7 separate regions of the Mus musculus genome follow, and regions 1, 2, 3, 5, 6 and 7 are each linked to region 4. A link is a contact called in public Hi-C, HiCAR-type, HiChIP or PLAC-seq and promoter capture Hi-C data. All regions are on one chromosome and are shown on one strand. The core of a region is the stretch at or near the end of the contact, and the rest is flanking DNA. Distances in the headings are between cores, read along the strand shown. Region 1 holds the start of Ppp2r5a (protein phosphatase 2, regulatory subunit B', alpha). Region 2 holds the start of A330023F24Rik (RIKEN cDNA A330023F24 gene). Region 3 holds the start of Cr1l (complement component (3b/4b) receptor 1-like). Region 4 holds the start of A130010J15Rik (RIKEN cDNA A130010J15 gene). Region 5 holds the start of D730003I15Rik (RIKEN cDNA D730003I15 gene). Region 6 holds the start of Cd46 (CD46 antigen, complement regulatory protein). Region 7 holds the start of Cd34 (CD34 antigen).

The links. Promoter capture Hi-C pulls out the DNA fragments that hold promoters and counts their contacts. Hi-C and Micro-C count contacts between places; a contact is called where the count stands out from the background. HiCAR-type assays count read pairs that join an accessible place to other places. HiChIP or PLAC-seq counts read pairs in DNA pulled down with a chosen protein or histone mark.
Region 1: a contact with region 4 is called in a Hi-C map of B cells, with 7 read pairs. The contact joins the promoter of Ppp2r5a here to the promoter of A130010J15Rik in region 4. A contact is called at or near these places in 2 of 39 promoter capture datasets (liver and pre-B cells), 1 of 484 Hi-C or Micro-C datasets (B cells) and 6 of 115 datasets of contacts at active chromatin or transcription factors (astrocytes, double positive thymocytes, fetal liver and 3 more).
Region 2: an H3K27ac HiChIP or PLAC-seq map of SST interneurons shows a contact between it and region 4, with 12 times the contacts expected there. The contact joins the promoter of A330023F24Rik here to the promoter of A130010J15Rik in region 4. A contact is called at or near these places in 5 of 39 promoter capture datasets (the 3T3-L1 cell line, embryonic stem cells, hippocampal neurons and 1 more) and 1 of 115 datasets of contacts at active chromatin or transcription factors (SST interneurons).
Region 3: a promoter capture Hi-C map of pre-B cells shows a contact between it and region 4, with 5 times the contacts expected there. The contact joins the promoter of Cr1l here to the promoter of A130010J15Rik in region 4. A contact is called at or near these places in 4 of 39 promoter capture datasets (the C10 cell line, liver and pre-B cells), 1 of 484 Hi-C or Micro-C datasets (B cells) and 1 of 115 datasets of contacts at active chromatin or transcription factors (astrocytes).
Region 5: a contact with region 4 is called in a promoter capture Hi-C map of erythroid cells, with 7 times the contacts expected there. The contact joins the promoter of D730003I15Rik here to the promoter of A130010J15Rik in region 4. A contact is called at or near these places in 2 of 39 promoter capture datasets (erythroid cells and pre-B cells).
Region 6: a contact with region 4 is called in a promoter capture Hi-C map of erythroid cells, with 15 times the contacts expected there. The contact joins the promoter of Cd46 here to the promoter of A130010J15Rik in region 4. A contact is called at or near these places in 3 of 39 promoter capture datasets (embryonic stem cells, erythroid cells and liver).
Region 7: a HiCAR-type map of astrocytes shows a contact between it and region 4, with 2.8 times the contacts expected there. The contact joins the promoter of Cd34 here to the promoter of A130010J15Rik in region 4. A contact is called at or near these places in 2 of 39 promoter capture datasets (the 3T3-L1 cell line and hippocampal neurons) and 1 of 115 datasets of contacts at active chromatin or transcription factors (astrocytes).

Annotation. Positions count from the first base shown.
Region 1 is chr1:191,395,703-191,398,504 of GRCm38.p6, reverse strand. It overlaps Ppp2r5a (protein phosphatase 2, regulatory subunit B', alpha), which reads left to right and starts at 1,464. Exons shown (of 13, transcript NM_144880.4): 1 at 1,464-2,269. The coding sequence starts at 2,089.
Region 2 is chr1:195,015,687-195,018,954 of GRCm38.p6, reverse strand. A330023F24Rik (RIKEN cDNA A330023F24 gene) reads right to left here and starts at 1,556. Exons shown (of 8, transcript NR_015566.2): 1 at 1,404-1,556; 2 at 15-354.
Region 3 is chr1:195,129,958-195,133,010 of GRCm38.p6, reverse strand. It overlaps Cr1l (complement component (3b/4b) receptor 1-like), which reads left to right and starts at 1,441. Exons shown (of 10, transcript NM_013499.2): 1 at 1,441-1,823; 2 at 3,002-3,053. The coding sequence starts at 1,706. It overlaps Gm32313 (a long non-coding RNA gene), which reads right to left and starts at 1,567. Exons shown (of 3, transcript XR_865921.3): 1 at 53-1,567.
Region 4 is chr1:193,172,080-193,175,276 of GRCm38.p6, reverse strand. A130010J15Rik (RIKEN cDNA A130010J15 gene) reads right to left here and starts at 1,700. Exons shown (of 2, transcript NM_181048.3): 1 at 1,497-1,700; 2 at 1-1,032. The coding sequence starts at 935. The coding sequence ends at 144.
Region 5 is chr1:191,223,140-191,226,082 of GRCm38.p6, reverse strand. It overlaps D730003I15Rik (RIKEN cDNA D730003I15 gene), which reads right to left and starts at 1,629. Exons shown (of 2, transcript NR_151547.1): 1 at 1,541-1,629; 2 at 396-874.
Region 6 is chr1:195,090,573-195,093,547 of GRCm38.p6, reverse strand. Cd46 (CD46 antigen, complement regulatory protein) reads left to right here and starts at 1,300. Exons shown (of 11, transcript NM_010778.4): 1 at 1,300-1,449. The coding sequence starts at 1,323.
Region 7 is chr1:194,937,207-194,940,089 of GRCm38.p6, reverse strand. Cd34 (CD34 antigen) reads right to left here and starts at 1,269. Exons shown (of 8, transcript NM_133654.3): 1 at 1,046-1,269. The coding sequence starts at 1,124.

The DNA.
Region 1 (2,802 bases), core at 215-2,714, 1.8 Mb after region 4:
CATATTCCCCTTCCATTAATCCCTTTAATTCCCTTGGACAACTTCTTATGCTTAGCTTTTATTTCGCAAATTCTTGATTTAATGTACCTATGTAAAATCTAGGAATCGCAAGCAAAAGGAAACAAGATATTTATGTTTTTGAAACTGGCTTATTCAGCCTAATATGATTATCTCCAGTTGGACCTATTTTCCTACATGTTATTTCGTTCTTTATGGTGGAAAAATATGTGTATACACACCATATTTCCGTTATACATTCTTCTGTTGTTATATAATTTGGTTAAGCAAATGTTTTGAGTGTAGGTTTAGAACTCTACTTTTGCATACTTCTCGATCCTCCTCAAGCATTAGGCCAGCCTACTTAACCTCCGTTTTTATGTCAAAAGGAAAAGGTGTGGGACTTGCAGAAGAGACTGCAGAGCAAAGGGGGCACTATGGGCAGGCGGGATCACTTTCTGTTGAAGCATCATACGGATGCCCAAAGCTAACATGAGCAGTTCTTGGCTTTAAATATAAAACTTAGACGGAATCTCTTAGGAAGAGATTCCCCAAATCAGCTAATCTGAACTTGACTACAGATGACTGAAGGGCCTCAGCAGAAGAGGTTAAACTTGGGCTAAGTTCGAAACGGGAAACTTCTTTTCAGAGGGCCTAGACTTGCAGAGCTCTCTGAAGTGGTAGAGACGAGCTTGCCCAAACCCCACGCGAGATCAGCGATCAGCGAACCGCGGCGCCAAGACCTCGGGAGCTACAAATGGACTCCCCAACCACCAATTACGCGGTTTAGGACCGGAGAGGAGAAGGCCCGCCCAAGAACGTAGCCCCGCGCTCCGATTGGACAAGCTCATTTCTCTCCCGGGGCTCCTTCGCCTGTCAATCACGTTGCTCTGACACGACCTTGGCCCCGCCCCCGTTCGACTGACGCAATGCTTGGTGTTCTTGGGCACCCCGGCCCTCGCTTCATGTTCTCATTGGTAAGCAGGGCGCAAAGAGAGGGAGGACGCTCTTCTGCTTTCTGAGCTGCCTGTGTAGTTTCCCTCTTAACGCGCTGTCTGGAGAACAATCCCAGCCTGGAGCCTAGCGCAGGCGTACACAAGAGCCGACAGCGGCGCGGCGTTTCCCCTTTCTCCCTCCCGAGAGCTTTCCTTTACAGTTGTGACGCACAAGGCACCCCGCTCACTGCCTTCACTTGCGATTGGTTGTGGCCCGCGTCTGTCACGTAGCCCCTCCCTCCCACCCAGCTATGGACTCTTGATAGACAGCCGGGAGGCCACGCCCCCACCCCCGTCTGCCGCTTAGCCCTGCGATTGGCCGAGGGCACTGGCATGCTTTCCCGCCCCGGCCCCCTCCGGAGACTCCGGAGGCTAGTGGGACCCCGCGGAAGTTGTCAGTCAAACTCCTTCCTCCACCCCCCGCGAGGACCTCCCCCGGGCCGCGGGAGCGCGCACGCACGCGCACCGAGTCCCCCCTCACCCGAACCAGCCACCCTCTCAAGTTGTAGCAGTTGCTTCCCGGGCGTGCTCCGTGGGCGGCCGGTGGGCGCGGGAGGCTGAGCGAGGGCGACGCTCCAGGGATCCAAGGATCCAAGGATCGGGGTACGGGTGGCCGCCCCGGGCGATGAGGGGCCATCGCTGACAGGAGAACGAGCGCTCGGCAGCGGCTCGCGCGGACCCGCGATGGAAGCGCCCCGGGAGGAGGCTCCCGGCCGGGCGGACAGCGCGGGCGGCAGCCGCTGAAGACCTGTCCGGACTCCGCGCGCTAAGGGGCCGCGAGGCGCGCCCGGCGTCCGCACCCGCGCGCTCGCCCCAGCCGTCCAAACTTCGGGCTCGCCTCCGCCCGCCCTCGTCGCCGGGCGTCAGCAACTTGTGCGGCCCGCGCGCCCCCGCCCTCCCCTCCGCCAGCCCCGGGAGGCGGCCGCGCGGCGCGGGGATGCGGCCGTGAGGCGCTGTCGGGTGAGGAGCAGCTCGCGGAGCGCGAGGGCGGCGCGGCCGGGGCCCGGGGCGCAGGGGCGCAGGCCCGCCGTGCCCGTCCCCCGCCGATTGCCCGGGCCAGCCGCCGCGGGAGGCGCCGATCGCCCGGGTCGCCGAGATGTCGTCGCCGTCGCCGCCCGCACCAGTTGCCTGCGCCGCCATCTCGGCCTCGGAGAAAGTGGACGGCTTCACCCGGAAATCGGTGCGCAAGGCGCAGAGGCAGAAGCGCTCTCAGGGCTCGTCGCAGTTCCGCAGCCAGGGCAGCCAGGCGGAGCTGCACCCCCTGCCCCAGCTCAAAGGTAACCCCCGGCCGCCCCTGGCCCGCGCTCCCGGGGCAAGCCCTACTCCCCTTCCCACCTGCGCGCTTGCCCCGCCTGCCCTTGCCTTGGCGATTTCAGGGTCCCCAGAGGTACCTGCGCTCCCTTCCCTCGTCCAGTCTTTCGACTCCCTGCCTCGCTGAGCCTCAACCCTGGTTTTCTCCAAGCTTAGCTAGTTCTTCTCTTTCTCTGTTTGTCCCTCAGTTGTCACATCCAGGGTCCAAACAAACTGCTGCCGAGTTAGCTGGCCTTTAGACGTAGCTATATAGAACTAGCTTAAAACCGGGACCAGGTGACAGATCTTACTGTCTCGTTAGACGTAAATGTTATACCTCAGAAGACCTCGATTGTCTTTGGAGAGGTTATGAAGGAAGAGTAATTTCTTTGCCGTGGAACGGGAACTTGGTTAGCGCGGCTATGCTTCCAAGGACTTTGTAAGGTTTTGTAAGTAATTCAGATTGGTATCCGTGCCTAATGCCTCGCAGGAGTGCTTGGCACTCCTTTTGGCTCTCTTT
Region 2 (3,268 bases), core at 307-2,806, 1.8 Mb before region 4:
GTCCCCATCCTTACCTTCCCAAGCACAAGGTAGCGTCAACTTCCAAAAGGCAGATTCTTCCAATAGTGGGCTCAGCTCAGAGCTGATTTGAGGACTTTTGGACGACCAGAGCATCAACGCAGATCTGTTCACTTGGGAGCAGCCCATTCAATAGGAAGCCCAGGGTAATGGCGACAGCAGCAGCAGTTCTGCCCTACCTTGCCCGATAGTTTCCAGGGGAGCCAAGAATTATTTTTGCCGCAACACTGAGGTGTGGCAGATTGGAAAATTCCCTTTTCTGACACCAAAGCAGAGGACAAATATTTTCTTCCAATTTGTTCAATCCTCTTCAAATCCATCTCCCCAGTCTCCTCCCTCCAAAAAAAAAAAAAAAAGTTTGAGGCATTTTAAGCTCTTCCTCATAGTTCCTGAAATTTAAAAAAAGGTAAAGGAAGACGCTTCAGTTGGGCAGTCTGAAGCAGGCAGACTCACCTACGCACACCCCTAAAAGAGATTTTAGAAGCTGCTGGGCTTCTCTCCCTCCCCTTTAAGCAAGTGAAATGCAAATTCAGATTTGATACTCTGTCCTTAGCCAATCAAAAAGAGGTTTTCACCTGCCATTGGCCCTCCCACCAATGAGAGGAAGTGTCTGAAATAAGAGCCCTCCCCTGGCCAATGGAAGGCCAGCTCAGTCACTTAGTTAATGATGCAGCAGTACAGGGAAGGCCATCACATGTGAACTGGAAGGGAGCCAACATGGAGACACAGAGAAAGCAAGGTAAACAACTTTCCAACGCCAAAAGGATGACATTTAATCTCTAAATGTTAGCTTCCCACCTAGACTCATCTTTAACCCTTCTGCTGGTCCCACAGATCCCAGGAGCTTCACTACCTGTCTCCACAGAGCTCCTAACAAGATGCAACAGTGACTGCGTCATCATTCCCCACTTTTCTCAACTACGCAGTGACAACCTCCCAGCATCACCCCACTTCTCTCAGCCCACACCCTACCCTATGCCGATGCTCTTCCACCACCCCAGATGCCCACAACTAGACGTTTTAATAAGAGAATGCCTGGAAAAACAGTCCCTCTTGCCTGCTTCTTGTCACTTCTCACTCTCTTCCTTTCCCATAAGCCTGCACAGATGGACACTGACACCCAAACAACCTGGAAAACCAGTCTCTCCATCCACCAACAGAAAACAGGGTAAAGGGTGAAAGGTTAAGTGGGAAGCCGGGGATGGTTCACTCCTCTCCTCTATCCTGGTCAGACTTAAATAGATGACACTAAGGGAGAAGAAATTAAAGTAAAAATAAAATAAAATAAACCTCCAAGGGAAAAAGACAGCAAAAGGCAAGAAAGAAGGTAAGAAAAACAGCACCCACATACCCTAGACATTGCCCTTATCACAAGAAATACATACGTGGAAGAAGTGGGTTACGCCATCAAGTCCTTAAGCCACACTGGACCACCAGTCGTCTCCTGCACAGTCCCAAATCCCTGTCCAGATACAAGGTGCCGCAGTCCTGAATGTTCCAGAATCCACTCTGATTAAGCCTTCCACTGCCACCCTACCAACTCTTGTACTCACTCCTGCCCCCACCCGTTCCCACGTACTCCCCATGGGAACTGCCTGTGCCACCTTGCGTGACATCTTAGCCTAGGCTACCCAGAGGCCTCTGGACACCCAACAGATTTCTGAACGCTTGGCAGAACCTGGTGCCCAGTGTTGCTATGACTTGTTTCTTGATTTTTCTCTCCGCTGCAGCACGGCTGCTGCTAGCAGACCTATCGACAGCTTGTATGCTCATGCTGGCTCTCTCTCTCCTTCTCTCTCTCTCCCCCCCTTCTCCTGTCTCCTCCCCCCTCTCTCTTCTATCCCTCTCTCTCCTCTGTCTCTCTCCCCTCTCCCCCTCCTCTCTCTCTCTCTCTCTCTCTCTCTCTCTCTCTCTCTCTCTCTCTCTCTCTCTCTCTCTCTCTCTCTCTCTGAGCGCTGTGACGCAGATCTAAATTCTCCAGTCTGCTCCTTGTGTTGCAGAAGCAGAACTGCAGCTTTCCCTCTGGAGAGGCAGAGGGCAGTGCCAAGGCTGGTCAAACAAGGAAAAAAAAAAGTTGGACCTACATTCTGTTTTCTTGGCCACACATTTTAGCCTGGTTTTTTTTTTTTTCCTTTCTTTCTTTCTTTTTCTTACCTAACAGCTCCGTAACACACAGGTCCCTATTTCTGCAGCCTTTCTTCTTCACTTTGAGATTCATGGGAATAAGACTAGCTTTAACTCTTTGAATGGCAGCTCCCAGGGCTCAAATCAACCAGGGCTGTCCTTAACTAAATATTGCATCATCTTTTCTTGAGCCATATGGGCTTCTCCTAGCCATAGGCTAAAATAGTCCTCACCATGAGACCACCATTTCATTAACTCTTTCTGTCACGACAAGTCCAAAATTATAATCATGGTGCCCAGACATTATTTTTCTGACATTATTTTTGCCTTTTTATTTCATCTCTTTTTTTTGTTCATTTTGCTTGTTTGTTTGTTTTGTTTTGGGGCATGAAATCAGGACTTTTAAATCCTGAATTTCCTAAGGCTAAAAAGCATAATTAAAACATTTTTTTTGCTAACTCCACAAATGAGATCCTTCTATCAGATCAGGTATTTTAAAGAATAAACCAAACAGCAGCCTGAAGAAATCCAGAGTAATGTACGTCTATTCATTCAGTGTTTAAAATTTTAGAATCTAGTTAGGTATGTTCAATTACTTCCCCAAAGGCAGGAAGGCCACACATCTAAGATTTGTTGCTGAGTCATTTCTTCCCAAGATCCTTCTGACAACAAAAAAGACAACAGAATGATGGCCAAGCCTAGACCTAACATAGCCAATACCTGTTTCTTCCCTAGGATGGGTAACCAGATGAACCCCCAGTCCTTGAGCAATACTTTAACACATCCACATACCTGGAAACTCTTATGAGGAAAGTTCCACTGATGCTTCAGAGCCAGGTACAAGTTACTTTAGGGTAGTGACAACTCTTAGCAGCAAAGCACAGCTTCTAACATCCCCTTTCCTGACAATGCTACAAAGAATAGCTCAGATACTAACCCAATGAACCCTACATAACCAGACACATTCAACAAGGCTCATGTTCCAACTATTATATATATAACTTATTATATATATAAATGTTTTCTACACCAGCCTCTAGCTAGATGTTTTAGATGTGTTTGGGTCCTGAGGCAATAAGCTGATTCATAAAATGCATCTTGCAACTTTCAGAAAGATGAACAAGAG
Region 3 (3,053 bases), core at 192-2,691, 2.0 Mb before region 4:
GTGGGGATAGCAGTGTATTCTGATAGCATATGGTGCAAGAAAGTATACTTACCTGCAATATAACTTCTTCCATACTTTTTCGAGAATAACTTAAATTCTAAATCCAAAGTGCTAGCAGGACTGGTTCCATATGAAAGCTTCGGGGAAGAATCTGCTTATTTGTTCCACATTTTAGAGGCTGCTATCATTTGCTCTCTGGAGGCAGCAACTTTGATCTCTGCCCTCATTGTTCTTCCTCTCTGATTTAGGACTATGTTCCTGTAAGGTTCCTTAGGGTTATTAAGCCCACTTTGGCAGACAGGATTACCTCCCCACTTAAATGTTCTTGATTTAATTTAATTAGCCATTTCTTTTCCTGCCGTATAAAGTACCTATCACAGGTTCTGAAAACAGAATGTGGACATGTTTGTTCGCATGTCCTATTTCTCTCTTGGAATATTTGAGTTCTTAATTCTATTCCCCAAACTTGGCTCTTTATATTTGTTATTTCTAGAAGCACTACCACCAATCTCTGAGTAGGGCTCTCTCTCTCTCTCTCTCTCTCTCTCTCTCTCATTAGTATTAAGAAAGGAATTAAAATTCAGTGCAAATCCTGTTTATTCCATTTCTGAAAACTTATTAATTGTTCATCTGCCATCAAATCTCACTTGGATGATGGCAAGGCCTGGCTTCGCTCCCTGATTCATTACTGCACTATCCTGGTCTAGGCTGAATAGCACTGACATGGTTGTGAACAAAAACTTCCGGAAAGAAACTGCGTCTGACTGTGAAAGGAAATTCCTGAAAGTTAACTGTTTCTGCAAAGACTATTGGCTGATTAGAATTTCAGTACTCTGGAGAGATTGCAATTTTGCTGGTCCAGAGACCAATAATTACCTTATCTTGGGCTAAGTCAGAACTAACATCATGATACAATAGATACAAAACAAACAAACAAACAAACAAACAAAACCACAAACAACCTTTTAGAATCTACTGACTTATCAGGCAACTAGCTTCTACCAATACAAAAGCCGAGTGCCATTAGAGTCATCCTGAGCCTATAGAAAAGCTTCCACTACCTGCTTCTTGTATGTACCCAACAATATATTTTAAACTTGCCTTAATTTGTGACTTTCTCTGCTCTGTAAAACCACAAAAACTTTATGAAACTGCTTCCATGAAATTTGGGGTGACCATATCATTGTTCCAGGGTCATGATCACTCAAAATGGCTTCAGAATAAACTCCTAATCCTTTTAAGATGAGAGCTATGGTTTTTACCTTTCATTTTTTGTTTCCAGCGGCACGTTACATCCGAATTCATCATAAGGAAATAGGTTCTTACTGTATACTAGACAGGGTATGCAACTGTCAGCTCACTGTTGCAGATTAGGGTTAGGCTCCACCCTTGCAGATTTTTAAAAGGAGTAAGGCCGGGCTATATGCAAACCGAGTTCCCATAATGCCTTGTTTTCTTTGGAGTCGAAGGTTCCTGCAAGTGGAAAACTTCCTGGAGCTGACCTACTAGGTATTGAACCAGTTTCTGCATTGCTGAATCAATCTCCCAAGGGTAATTCCACAGAAATCCCAGGGGCTTGGAGTAAACAAGACCGCGCCTAGCCCAGCTAGAGGAAGTTTTATTCCGGAACCCAGCGCCATTTCTGGGTGGGACTGCTTTCTACACCATTTGCCGTAAAACGTTGTTTGAGAACGGTGTGAGGGGAATGGAGGTCTCTTCTCGGAGTTCAGAGCCTCTGGATCCGGTGTGGCTCCTTGTAGCCTTCGGCCGGGGAGGAGTCAAGCTAGAAGTTTTGCTGCTGTTCTTGCTGCCATTTACTTTGGGTGAGCTGCGGGGAGGCCTGGGGAAGCACGGACACACGGTTCACCGGGAACCCGCGGTAAATAGGCTCTGCGCAGACTCCAACGCTGGTCTGGGCTGCCTGTGAGTGCTCAGCGCCCCTTTCCCATGGGTGAGCGTGGGGCGCCCTCTACCCAGATCTTGGGTCGTACGCAGCCGGCAGGAACGCGTGGTCTCCCAGCTGCTTGTCTTTATTAGCTGTACGCTGTGCTTTTCTGTGCTGAATGTAGTGAGAGAAACGGTGTGGGGAGCAGGGGGTTGCAGGAATATTGAGAGATGCAATTTCTAATCCTAGAATTTGGTTATGAGGAAAGTTAATATTTTTGTGTTTCCTTATCTGTGAAATGGAGATATTGATGTCTTTCGTGGTATTGGTATTTAATAGGTGCCATCAAATATCTAACCCAATTTCAGCTCCTTAATTTATTTCTATCTTGAGACATTCCCTATGCACTTTCTCCGAAGGCCTAGACAAACAGGCCCAGGGATACAGTTTTCACACAGTGAGACTGTGTACTTTATCTCCCACCCCAAATCCTCATTAACTCCCTTGAGCTTCCACTTTAAGGAAGGTCCTTCCACTCCCACTCCAAGGTAAGATTTGAAAAGCTAGCAAGCCTCAAGGTGCAATGAAATATTTGCAAGTAGAAAAGACTGTAGAATTTACATATTAAATTTTACTGATGGTTAAGAACAAAATAGAGTGCCCATTTTACCCACCATGAAAGTTCTAATTTCCCTTTCCTTTCTCCTTAATCAGAACTTTCTAAGAGAAAGACTTCCTTGAAGTCTTTTGCATTGTTTGTTTTTTATTGTATTTCCAAAGTTAAATGAAAATGATTTTTTTCCAACATATAGTTATTGGTTACATATTATTTGACTCTCTCTGCCACATAATTAATGCTGCTAAGACTTAAAAGAAAATAACTGAGTCTAGAAGTTAAATCAAAATATGTATTGGAAAGTACATTAACAAAATGAAATGCAGTTTCATTTTTTAAATTATATTATTTTTTCCCCGTTGACCATAGTACTGATCCATTCCTGAGTGCCAGAGAGGAGGATCATGCATGGTCCATTGTAGCTAGCTGGAGAACTGAGAGTATGAGGGATGATGCAAGTTCTTTTATCCAATGTAATGTTGCTGTGTCTCATTCAACAGGTCACTGCCCAGCCCCATCACAGCTTCCTTCTGCCAAACCTATAAATCTAAC
Region 4 (3,197 bases), core at 451-2,950:
TAAGGACCTAGGAACTCCTAATATAAAGACTGAAATCATACTACTGCTGCCAACGACTCTCCCCATTCACACGTGTTCAATTGACTGCACAACATTCATCGTAATTGACATTCATTGATACCTTCTCAACGGACAGAGTTAACTCAGAGGGCCACAGCAGGAAGTGTGACCACCTCAGAGGAGATGCTGAGGTCAGCAAAGGCATTCTGAGCCCTAAATCGGGTTCTGAGTTCCTTCTCCCAGGCACTTAGAAAGTTTTTCAGGGCTGGGAACAAACTCTCTGGAACACTAAAGGAGTACAGCAGAATTGATGGTTGACCAGGCAGCCACGAAATCCGGGCAGTAAACACCCGCAGGGGAGTCATGGTTAAGCAGTTGTCATCTTCACGGTTCAGGTCAAATGTGTAAGAGACTGGATATCCCAGGAGTATCCCAAATACAGTGCAGAGATTCCAGTCTGAGGAATGTAGCCTGGTGTAGGAGACTCCCTGAGACACATCTTTCTTAAGTCCTCGAAAACGTGTGATGACGTCAGCTATGAGAGATTTCAAGTCCGGGAGCTGGTCCACCGACCGGACAGAAGGATGAGGTTGGGAGCGGGAAACGTCCACGAAAGCTACAGTACCAAGCAGTGTCTGTTCCAAATGCTGACAGGCATACTCAGGACTGACAATAAAGTTATTCTCTCCAATCTCAAGAATGTGAAGTCCTGGCTCCAGGAAGCCCAGCCCCTGTAGTTCCTCCAGATAACTTTGGAGCGCCAATACTCCTGCAGAGTTGCAATCATAGAGTACAGCTGGCTTCAGCCCGCGGGCCACAGCCAGCACCTCTCCTGCCAGGTGAAGGCAGGTAGCTCGAGGTGGGCATTTTCTCTTGCCCATGCCCAGAGTCTGCTGAGCAGCTGCCACCAGCAGCTGAGGGCTTGGTGTTGACATAAGATCTGGAAGTTACATGACATATGGCCTCCTTAGCTAGCCACAGTTCCTTTCCCTGGGCCACACACAGTTCAGCTCCCAGCACTTGAGAAAGATCCTAGAAACAATATGGTAGGGGGAAATCGTTAATACTGTCAAGATGGGGTCACCAATGCTGCACCCCATTTCTCTGGCAGACTTAAGTTTACGAAATCGTCCTTCTAGTCACATTTACATTGTCTCTGGCTTCGATTCTAACTTTTACCTGGTGCAATTTATGCTCTGGGATTCAAACCTTACAGCAAAAGTTACCACTTCTCCCAAAACTGTCCAACTGGGACAGAACTCTGGGCTCTAAACTTCAGCGCCTGTAAGCTCTCCATTGCCAGCTCCTCAGACAGATCTCCACAGAGCGCTCACAGCAGCCTGATCAAACCAGCATAAGCTACAACGCGGAGTAATCACCGCCTCACCCTGCGACACTCAGGTAAGAGAAGCCGCTAGAACTGGGGCACGAGCCAGTTTAACACTTGCTGGACCCTCTTCCCTTCTAGGAAGGCACGCTCCCACCGCCACACCTACCCACACGTGCCTACGCGGTGGTAGACTAGTTACAAAAGGAAGCGCTCTGCCTCAAGACACTCGGCTAGCATTTCCGCCGCAGGTTCGGGGGCGCAGGAAGCCCTTCCGCCTGCCCGCCAGCGGCGTAGTGCCCTCCCACGCCCCACACTCGGTACTGTGAAAACCCGACAGTGTGTGCAGAAGCCCAGGGAAAGACAGCCTGACGTGCATGCGCACTGGCTTACTCCGCCTTTCCGTGACGTCATTTGAAAAGCAAACGCAAGCCAGAACCTTTGAAGAGGCTGCGGACGGAGTGGGAGGTAAAGCCACCTTAGACCCGCCCCTTCCGGTAGAGCCCCTGCGGGCGGGCCTTGCGAGGCGGAAGTGGAAGTGGGGGAGAAGCCGCTGGGACCGCCAGTTGTCAGTCCGCGGAATAAGGGACACCTCTCCTGTGGGCAATGCTGTAAAGCTTTATTTTGTATTATTATTTTTTTAATGTACCTAAATTCTGAACTTGACAGGTATGCCAAGGCCATGCATATTCACTCCTTTTTTAAAAATCGCCTTATTGTGTGGGCGTGCACAATGGCGCCCTGTCAGCTCTCGCTTCCACCTTGTAAGAGGGTCCGAGGTACTGAACTCAGGAAGCCAGCCTGCTGAGCAAGTGCCATTAACTGCTGAGCCAGTACTGTTGTACTATGTGTTGCAGGGGCTGGCCCGGAACGGGACTTCTCGTTCTCTGGTTTATGCCGCGTTGGGGATTGAGCTCTGGAATTCACGCGTGCCAAACACTACTAACTGTATGTCTGCAGCCTGAGTATTCACTCTCAGTGTGCCGAGGTACTGCATTGTACCTTCTTCATGGAGCTCAAAGCCCGAGAGTCCAGTTTGCTGATCATCTTATTTTAAAAGATTGATTTTTATTTCCATTCATAAGTTTGTGCAGGTGCCCAGGAAGCCAGAAAAGGGAGTAGGGTCACCTGGAGCTGAATAAGTTAAAAATATTGTGAGCTGCCTAACACGGGCTTTGGGAACGGAATTCAAATCTTTGGGAGAAAAAGCAGGTCTCATCTCTACAGCCACACTGTTGTGGTGGGGATTTGTTTGTTGAGACAATGTCTTGCTATGTATTCCTCAAACATGACAATCCTCCTGCCTCAGCCTCGGAAGTTCTGAGGTTAGAGTCTACCCTAATTGAATGATACCTCAAGGAGTTATCTATACCTCAAGGAGGATGGGCAAAACTAAGGAGGGGAACACCATCTAGGAAGCCAAAGGTGAGTTAACATCCTTACTGGCCGCTTCAAGGCCACCCATGCCCCTGACCATAACCTCTGACCCACTGCTTTGTAAGTAAACCTAATGGACTCCTTGGTACCCCAGATTGAACTTCGGTGGAACTGTACCCTCATCTGCCATTAGGACCTTAGAAAGTGCCTTGTTCCTTTCTCCAGAGAAGTCTTACAGCAGATAGGAAGGTCAAATGTTGACATAAGGAATTTGCCTATATCTTCTGTGAAGGAAATCTTAAGAAAACTCTAGCCTGGACAAATGGCCCCAAGTTATGGGCAGCAAAATGGAGACCCAGACTGGAGGTTTTACAGTGGTGCTATGCTGGTACCTTCATACCAAAAAGGACCAGCAGTGTGTTAAAGACAGACAGACAGTATGTAAGGAGGATCAGTTTGTAGGGCCTGCCAGTCTAACTTAGGTTCTCAGCTC
Region 5 (2,943 bases), core at 380-2,879, 1.9 Mb after region 4:
TAATCTTCAAGTCTTTTCTAATATTTTTATTTTATGTACATTGTGTTTTGCCTGCATGTATGAGGGAGTTGGTCCCCTGGAACAGGGGTTACAGACAGCTGTGAGTTGCCATGTGGTCCTCTGGAAGAGCAGCCAGTGCTCTTAACTGCTAAGTCATCTTTCCAGCCCAACCTTCAGGTCCTTTAAACTGGTTAGAGGTGGATAATTACAGGGACTAAAGTTCTAAAATGTTTGCACATCCATGTTTGCATATGAACTCAGAAGGGTTGTATTTATTTTTGGAATGCAAACGAAAGAACACACCAGATTCTCTCATTCTTGTCACATTCTCCACGATTAACCTTTCTTTTAAAAAGTGGGGATAGGGGGTTGGAAAGAAGAAACTGAAGCACTCAACCATTAGAAACCACTTTTATCATTAAACACTTCAAGTTTCCCAATACCATAAAGGCCAGAGGCTATCATTTTACAGCTTATACAGAGACAACCCATGTGAAACCTGAGGCTCCCTCACTAACAGAATGCAGGTCACTGTGACATGGCAAACAACTCTGTGTGTCAAAAGAACAGCTCACTTTCTGATGACAGGGCTGCGGTGCCAATTTTACAAGGTGCCTGGCATTCATTTCTTCAACACTAAACTTTTATCTGGTTCCTGATCCCACACATTATGGCAAATCTCGAACACCAACCCTCTCTGGTCATCCTCATGTGAGATGGGAGAGAGGGTGGGGGTCAGTGCACCCCCTGTCTTCAAAGTTGAGCTGATGCAAGCAGATGTCTTCCTTTCCAATCTAACCACACATCCTTGACCCGGTTACTCTGGATGACAGACATGTCCTCCTCCACTCCTCACAGACATGCAGGAAACCATCTTGAGTTCAGCAGGGAAGATACAGAGATCGGAAGCCCCTTAGTAAGACCCCGGGCCAGGGTCTCCTCAGCTGGTCGCAGGGTCAGCCACCACGTTTACTCTCGCTCTTCACAAGTTTTCATTACAACCCAACACTACCTAAACTTGAACTCTGATAAGTTTCACCCACCAGGGGACTTTCTAGAACTTGCTTCGGTTGAAAGAGGTGTGGCCCACAGACCCAGATGCCACACCTCTCTGACTGACATCGCTCTGGACCTGCAGTGCAAGGGCTGTCCACACAGTCGGGCTCAGCTGCCCCGGGCTCTGCCGACTGACCCCACGGGTGCACCTACGTGACCCGGAGAGGACACCCCACACAACGCCTCACCTCAGATGAACCTGGCGACCCACTCCTGAGGGGTCCCGTGTCCGAGCTGTGGAGACCTTGTGCAGTCACTTCACGTGACCTGAAGACCCCGCTCACCAAGAGGACCAGGGCTTGCCGCCTCACCTCATGCAACCCCATCCTCGTCGCGAGGGGACCCTTACCCAAACCCATCACGACCCGCCTCACCTCACGTGACTCCGGCCCCCCAGTCCTGAGGGGAACCCCCACCTGAGCATGCCGCCTCACGGAGTCACGTGAGGACCCCACCCGAGCCCGTTGCGACCCCGCCGCCTCACCTCGCACGACCCTGACACCTCAGAGCTAAAATTAGACAGGCGGAGCGGCGCGCTCACGTGCGCGCGGCCCGGAAGGGCGGAGGCCCGACTGCGTGAGTCATCAGCCCCGCCCCTTCACGGAGAACGCTGTGACGTAAGCGCGCTGCCGAGAAGCCGGGATAGAAAGTTCGAGTTTCGCTGTCTTAAAGGGGCCGTAGCTCGCACTGCACCCGTTCGGTCACCTCAAACAAAAAGTATGCTGTCCAGGTCACAGAGCTGACCATCGTCAAGCTCTTAATCATTGCCATAGGGCTGGCTCCAGAATTTTCATTTTTTTCGTGCTAAAGTTTGGCTGACCTAGGGCCCAGCCCTGTGGAGCCTACCCATGAGTTTTCTGGAACTGGAGAGGCTGTGCTTAAGAGACCTGGGCTGGCCCATTAGGGCCAGAGCTGCCCGAGGCAGGCCTTGCTTCTCAGTCCTGAGCCATCCACTGTGGTCACGGTCATGCCAAGAACAGTTTCGGAGAGGTCGCACTGTGGGAAGGGAGCCCAGTGGGACAATGGCAGGTGGTCACAGTCCGTCTTCTGGCTACTCACGCCAGACACACGGGAAGTCCTCAGCGTGGACATTTAGAAGCTAACCATTCCTGTCCTTAGTCTCCATACCTGTGTGACCTGCCCTGTCTCCTGTCCATCATGCTTCTGTGATTTCGGTTTTGCTCCGATACGTGGAGTCTGTGGTCAAACATCTTTGTGCCCACCAGGAGATGGAGAAAGCCCAGGCAGCCCCAGGTGCCCAGGAAAAGACTGCAGGGCAGCCACTTCTTGGTGCAGGCACCTGCAGTGAGCTTTCTTACTTTCATTCAGGGGAGATCACCTGCCTGAGATCTTGTGGCCTGTGAGGAATAGAGGGTCTTAAGCAGTTCGCGTGCACAAGCACATGCACGCGCACACATACAAATTGATAAATCCGGAGGAATTCTAAGTCAGCACATCACAAAGACACCAATACACCCAAGTTTATTGCTGCACTATTCACAATAGCTAAATAAAGAACTAACCCAGATGGCAATCAACAGATACATGGTTAAAGAACATGCGTTCTATATGTATACATGTATGGGATTTTAAAAATTATTTATTTACATGTATGTGGGTGAGTATGGGAGCAAGTGCTACAGTGTATCTGTGGAGATCAGAGAGCAGGTTGGTTCGTTCCTTCCACCAGGTAGGTTGTAGGGAATGAACTCCGGGTCTGAGGATTATTGAAGTCTTTATCTGCTGAGCCATCTTCTGGCCCCAGCAATTGAATTTTGCTAGCAAAGAATGAAAATTGCTGTAGGAAAAATGGATGGAACTGGAAATCATTGTGTTAAGTGACCTAAGCCACACTTGGGGAAAGTATAGCATGCTTTCTGTCATATG
Region 6 (2,975 bases), core at 51-2,550, 1.9 Mb before region 4:
AAGGCCCATCCACTAGTGACACACTTCCTCCAACAAAGTCACACCTACTCCAACAAAGCCATATCTCCTAATAGTCCCACTCCCTATGGACCAAATATCAAACACATAAGTCTATAGGGGCCATTCCTATTCAAACCACTGCACCCACCCTCTGAAAACAATGTAAACATAATTCCCGAGACACACAAAAAGCCCTAACCCTGATTTCTCTACCACTTAAATGCCCTTTCATCCCACTGTCTTACCACCCTTCAAAAAGCATACAGGAGATTGAGTCCTATTTTGGTCCACACCCCCGCACTCCCCCTTGCTTCTCTTTGACAGTTTAACAAGATATTTCCCATGAACTGGAAAAAACACCAAATTTGAATCCTCTCCTTCATCCAAAGGTTTGACATTTGTCAGGATCCTGGGATGTTCACAGTCAACACTGTCACTGAAAGCATTCCTAACCAGGGCTAAAACATAATAGCTCAACTTCAGGGGTGTGCTTGCAATGCTTGCCACAGAGAAGTGTTCTGTGCAATAATTTACAGCAACCATGTGGAGGGTGGGGGTGTGACTTTAGAAGCTGAGAATCCAATGGGAAAACCTTTGAGAGTTGAGGATTGTGAGATGAGGCTGTAAGAGAATTCAAATGAGGAAAATATAAGTACTTGTCCTAATCAGCTGTGACTAATGCCAAATACAAGTCTGAGGCAGCCTCCTGATAGTGCTTTAGGTCTATTTTATAGGTTCCCGCACTTTTATTCTTCAAGTTCAAGTTCAGAGCAATGATCACAGGGCCAACAAGTCTTTCCAGCCTTCTGGAATAAAGCGGTCTCTTTGTATATGTAAGCCAAGGTACGCCCCAGCTGGTAAGCACACCTTAGAACAGCTATAGAGCCGCTGAAGAGGGAATACTGAGCTGCATCTTTAAGAAAACAGCCCTGAGAGGAGCACAACCCTGACATGCAACTGAGGACAAGGCTTGTGCCATCCAAGCTGAGGAGTGCAGCAAAGCTGCAGAGGACTTGGGAGTAACGCAGCTAGGTAAGGAAGGAGCACAGCAAAGTGGGACAATGGAAAATAGTTGAGAAGCCCAAAATTCCTGGCGGGAGCGCAACCTCATGGCCCAGCCGCTTGAACTGAGGCCCCACCTTACTGCCAGCCGATTGGCCTAGCTAGCGCTACCAGTCACCAGCCTGCCAGGAGCGGCCTGGCCACGCCCACCTGTTGTGTCGCTCAGCACACTTTAGTTTCAGGATTGTTGCGTCTGTTCACCTATCTTAAAACTTGCTCTCTGGCTTCCTGGCGCCCAGTTTCCCTTTCAGTCTGGTAACATGACGGCGGCGCCTCTTATGCCAGACTCAACGCACCCCTGTCGCAGAAGGAAGAGCTACACTTTCTTCTGGTGCTCCTTGGGCGTCTATGCTGAGGCCCTTCTGTTTCTGCTGTCTCATTTATCTGGTACGATCCAGGAGAGAGGCTGTGTCGCAGGGAAGCTGGGAGGAGTTCAGGAGTTCCTGGTAGAGCCCTCTTAGGGTTGTGTAAATGTGTGAGTTTTGCTGTGACTATGGAGATCATTCAGTCCTCACCCCGAAAGTGCAGATTTCCTTAGTAGGCAGTAGTTAAGGGGTGGGCAGCCTGAGTGGAGGGAGGGGTAGATGTTCACTTAGAGCCCCACTGTGTCAGTAGCAGATTGCACGGCTTATGCTGTGGGCAAGCAACTCTGGGTTTAGAAGGGAGGGAAAGTCACACTTGGCCTCCCCCTTTAAGTCAAATTTCCTTGTTGCCCGAGGCAGTATGTATGGGCTTGGTTTATAAGTGGCTATTTTGCTGGGCATGGTGGCGCATGCCTTTAATTTAGGCAGAGGCAGGTGAATTTCTGAGTTCGAGGTCAGCCTGGTCTACAAAGTGAGTTCTAGGACAGCCAGGGCTATACAAAGAAACCCTGTCTCGAAAAAAAAAAAAAAGTGGCTATTTTGTTTGGCTTTTCAATTTCATTAGATTCCCCCCCCCCCCACACACACACATATACAGTGTGTTTAATCATATTCCTTACACTCCTACTCCCTGCTTGGAATTAGTGTCCATTCCTAGCCAAAGCAGACAGTGTCTGATTCTATTACCAAATGGCTCTGAGATCTTATCTTCCTTTACAGATAAAGTCATAGTAGAAAAAGGACAATCTAGACATCACTCCTGAGACAAGAAGTATAAGTAGCACTCTGGTTTTCACCTTAGCTCATGAACTAAAACTCAAGCTTTATCCCACCACATTTGGATGGTGTTTCATTACATGGAATAAATACTATACATGGTTAGTTACTTTATAAAATTTACACAAAGAACAATACTTCTGTTTTCTTCTGTTTTGCAACACTCTGTGTTTGTGACATATATACATAATCTTGTTCATATAGTCTGTATTTCTATATTTTTTCTTATCAGTATCCATCCAGCAACTTTTGCCTTCTATGTTCCAGACTCTGTGCTGGTCCGGAGGATGGAGATGTTGGGAGACAGTGACAAGCCTGTCTTGGTTTTGTGAGCCTCTTCCACTGATTGTTCACACACATATATGTATAGGAATGTAAGCAGGCACTTTATTGTGCTGATAGATCCCTAGTGGCAATACATAGTATATGATCTATAAATATTTGCTAATAATAACCAAAGCTTAACATGAAGGAATAGAACCATGCTCTGGAGTAAAGGAACATGCTTCTCTGACTGGATTTTAAAATGACTGAGGGACAGGACAAACAACAATCCCAACTCTGACACTTTAAACCACTGGTTTTTTTTTGTTTGTTTGTTTTGTTTTTTTTTTTTTACTGTTTTTCTTATATATAGAACCTTCTCCTGATATTACATATTTGACTATTTTCTCTTCAAACTTAGTTGGAATGTCACCCCCCCCCCCCAGGGAGACCTCTTCTGACTACCCTTAGTAGACATAACCCAACTTAACCCATCTCTCAACTTGCATC
Region 7 (2,883 bases), core at 20-2,519, 1.8 Mb before region 4:
CACCTACCCGTGCACAGTGTAGCATCATTCTGGGCATTTTTGTCCAAGCAAGTTTTACTCCATCAAAATGGACATGTCTAGCGCTGCCAATCAGGAGAACCCAGAACCTAATTCAACTTCTCCTCTGCCAGCTCTCTTTGGGATAGACCCAAAGGCAATGGAGCAGAAGACTGGGAGAAAAGAGGTCTTGTGGGTAGATCCAGGCTACTCTACATGTTGAGTGTCCTTTAAGATATACAATGAAGATTTAGGAGCCCCAAGGGTTAAAAGCAAAATGAGTAATTCACAACCCTGAAAACCTCAAAGGACATGAGTTGGGATGAAGAACAACACCCTCCAGTGCAATAAAGTTTGCTATAGACTGAGTGAATACTATTTTTTGCCAACCTAAGAGGGGAAGAACTTAAGAAGTAAGAGTATGCGTGGGCAGCAGGAGGTGTCTTGGCCTGTCCACTAGCTTTAGAATCTGAAGGGAAGCAGAGCAAGAAAATTCCAACTAGCAATGAATGTATGTTTGTGCACGGGGAAGACTGGTGAGCAGAAGGACTTGGTGTGTACACCAAACCACCTCCCTACTAGCATCTGCATGGTTTCTGCAGGGGCGACTCTAGCTTTCTAATCTGAAATTTAAAATTGTCCTTTTTTTCCTCTCTGCCTGTTCTTTATTCCAGACTCTTCCACTAATGTCCCTCAGTCCTCCTTAAAGGTCTCCTGGCCCTTACTGGAAATGGCTACCCTCATGAATTCTTTATGTCCAAGTCCTGGGAACAATGGGTGCCTGGACCCTTCTCTGGACCACTCTGGGTCCTTGCTTCCTCAATTAAGGAGAGTTACAGAACTTTTCCTTCCTTCTGTCTGCATTCTAGCCTCAACTTTGAGCTTTGCACCTCCAGCCACGCAGAGGAGCTGGCGTCCCCCAGCACTACCTGAGTAAGCTCACTTCTGCGTGCTGGAGCGCAGGATTCCCAGGTGAGGTTAGTGGCCGGCGTCTTCCCTCCTCCCGGCCCATAGCCTGGTCCCTTGGCCCTCAGCTGTTAATACTCACGCAGCAGACTCATCAGGCAGAGAGCTACCCAGCGCCATGGCAGCAGGAGCCCCGCGCGCGTGTCCCTGTGGACCTGCATTCTCCTGTACCGCTCCGGAGATGCGCTCGGTGCAGGAGGCGGCCCGGCGCGGGACGCGCTCCTCCGCCCTGCGCAGGGGTGGGGGATATTGGCTCTCCTCCCCTGCTCCCTGTCCGGAGTGGGTGGGGGATGCTGGCTTATCCCCTCCCTGTTGCGTCTTGGTGAGGCCAGCCCCTCTCGTAGTTCCTACTTCACTTTTAACCGTGTGTCATCTTGGCTGCCTCTCGGCAGGGTCAAATTTCTCCTTTCTGATTTCTTTATTTTCAAGTTTTAAGTGTGGCAGGAAGCCACTGTGTACGCCTGAGTTTACAGGAGTATGATCTTTCAGCTAAGCAGGAAACAACACAATTCCAAGACACCTTTAGAGATAGTCACGGTGGAATCTGTGCTGCATGTTAAAATTGAGCAGGACACAAACAGGACACTAATAGCCTTTTCACAGTCCAGACCATCTGCTATCCTACCATCTCTCTTTTATACTCATTTTCCAGCAAAATCAACAGAATTTGTATTAACTTTCCTGTGATCATCCATATTTCCTTAGCTAGTTGGGTCATAGCAATTGTCAATACCATAGAGATAATATAGATACTCCATAGTACATGGTTTTTCTCCAATGTTCCCTTTTCAATCCTAGATTTAAGTTTCCTGATTCTATGGGAGCTTTTCTTGCCCTCCCTTCAGACAAAAGATTTCTTAGATTCTTACCCTGCCCTACCTAACAGACCTTCTAGCACTCCTTGTGCTTCTCCACGCAATGGTGCTGCATGTTGATGCGCTGGATTGCAGGATTCTGACTCGTCACAGGTCAGAAGATCAAGGCAGGAGGAGAGAGAAGCAAGACAAGGCATATAGCAGCAGGTAGAAATTGAGATAAGGCACAGAAGGGTCTGTGATGATGACTGTAAATACTTAGCCCTAGTTTTCCCATAATGTCTGGTCACATAACCTAAAGGGAGAAAGAAAGATCAGACAAACGCCCTGGATAAATTTCTGTATTTATTTCTCTGAAGATCTACCTCCACGAAGAAAGTACATTTGTTTGTGTTGCCTACCCTGGGCCTAATATACCTTGGGGTTGAGAAGAAGAGTATCAGTCCTCAAATCTATACTCTTACCCTGTTTCATATCACACCATTAAAACAAGAAGCGGAGGTTTTCATCATAATAAAGGCAGAGGCTCATTGAATACAACGACATTAAGTGAGTTTGTGTCAAAGTACAGTTGGCATATTGTGATGGAGAACCTGGAGGTAGGGTCAGAAAGGATTGCAAAATGTACTTTTAAAATTAAATTCTGGTCCTTGGAATATGAACTAAGAAGGAAATATTACACCTAATTCTTCAGTTTCAAAAGTGGATTTTCTTCTGGTACCTACATTTTGCTCATACTTTTTATGGTAGGTAAATTGTTATATGTAAAAATGAGTTGGTTCATTTGAGTCTACCTTTACTTCCAGATGTTTTCTCTGTTAGTTTAATTAATTAAAGTGTTTTGAGACAGGATCTCACTCTATAGTCCCATCTGGTCTTGGACTCAAAAAAAAAAAATCCTATCCTAGCTTCCTGAATGGTGGGATCATAGGTATGTACCATTGTTTTAGGCTCTCTTCTGATTACTTTAAATATCTTTTGTCTTTTGGACCATGGGAAATGGGACTATAGGAAATATTTTGTACTTGAACTTCTTAACTAGCTTTGAAGTGGGGGAGGAGAGTGAAAGATATTGACTCTATGGAAAAGTTTCTGAAAGCAAAAT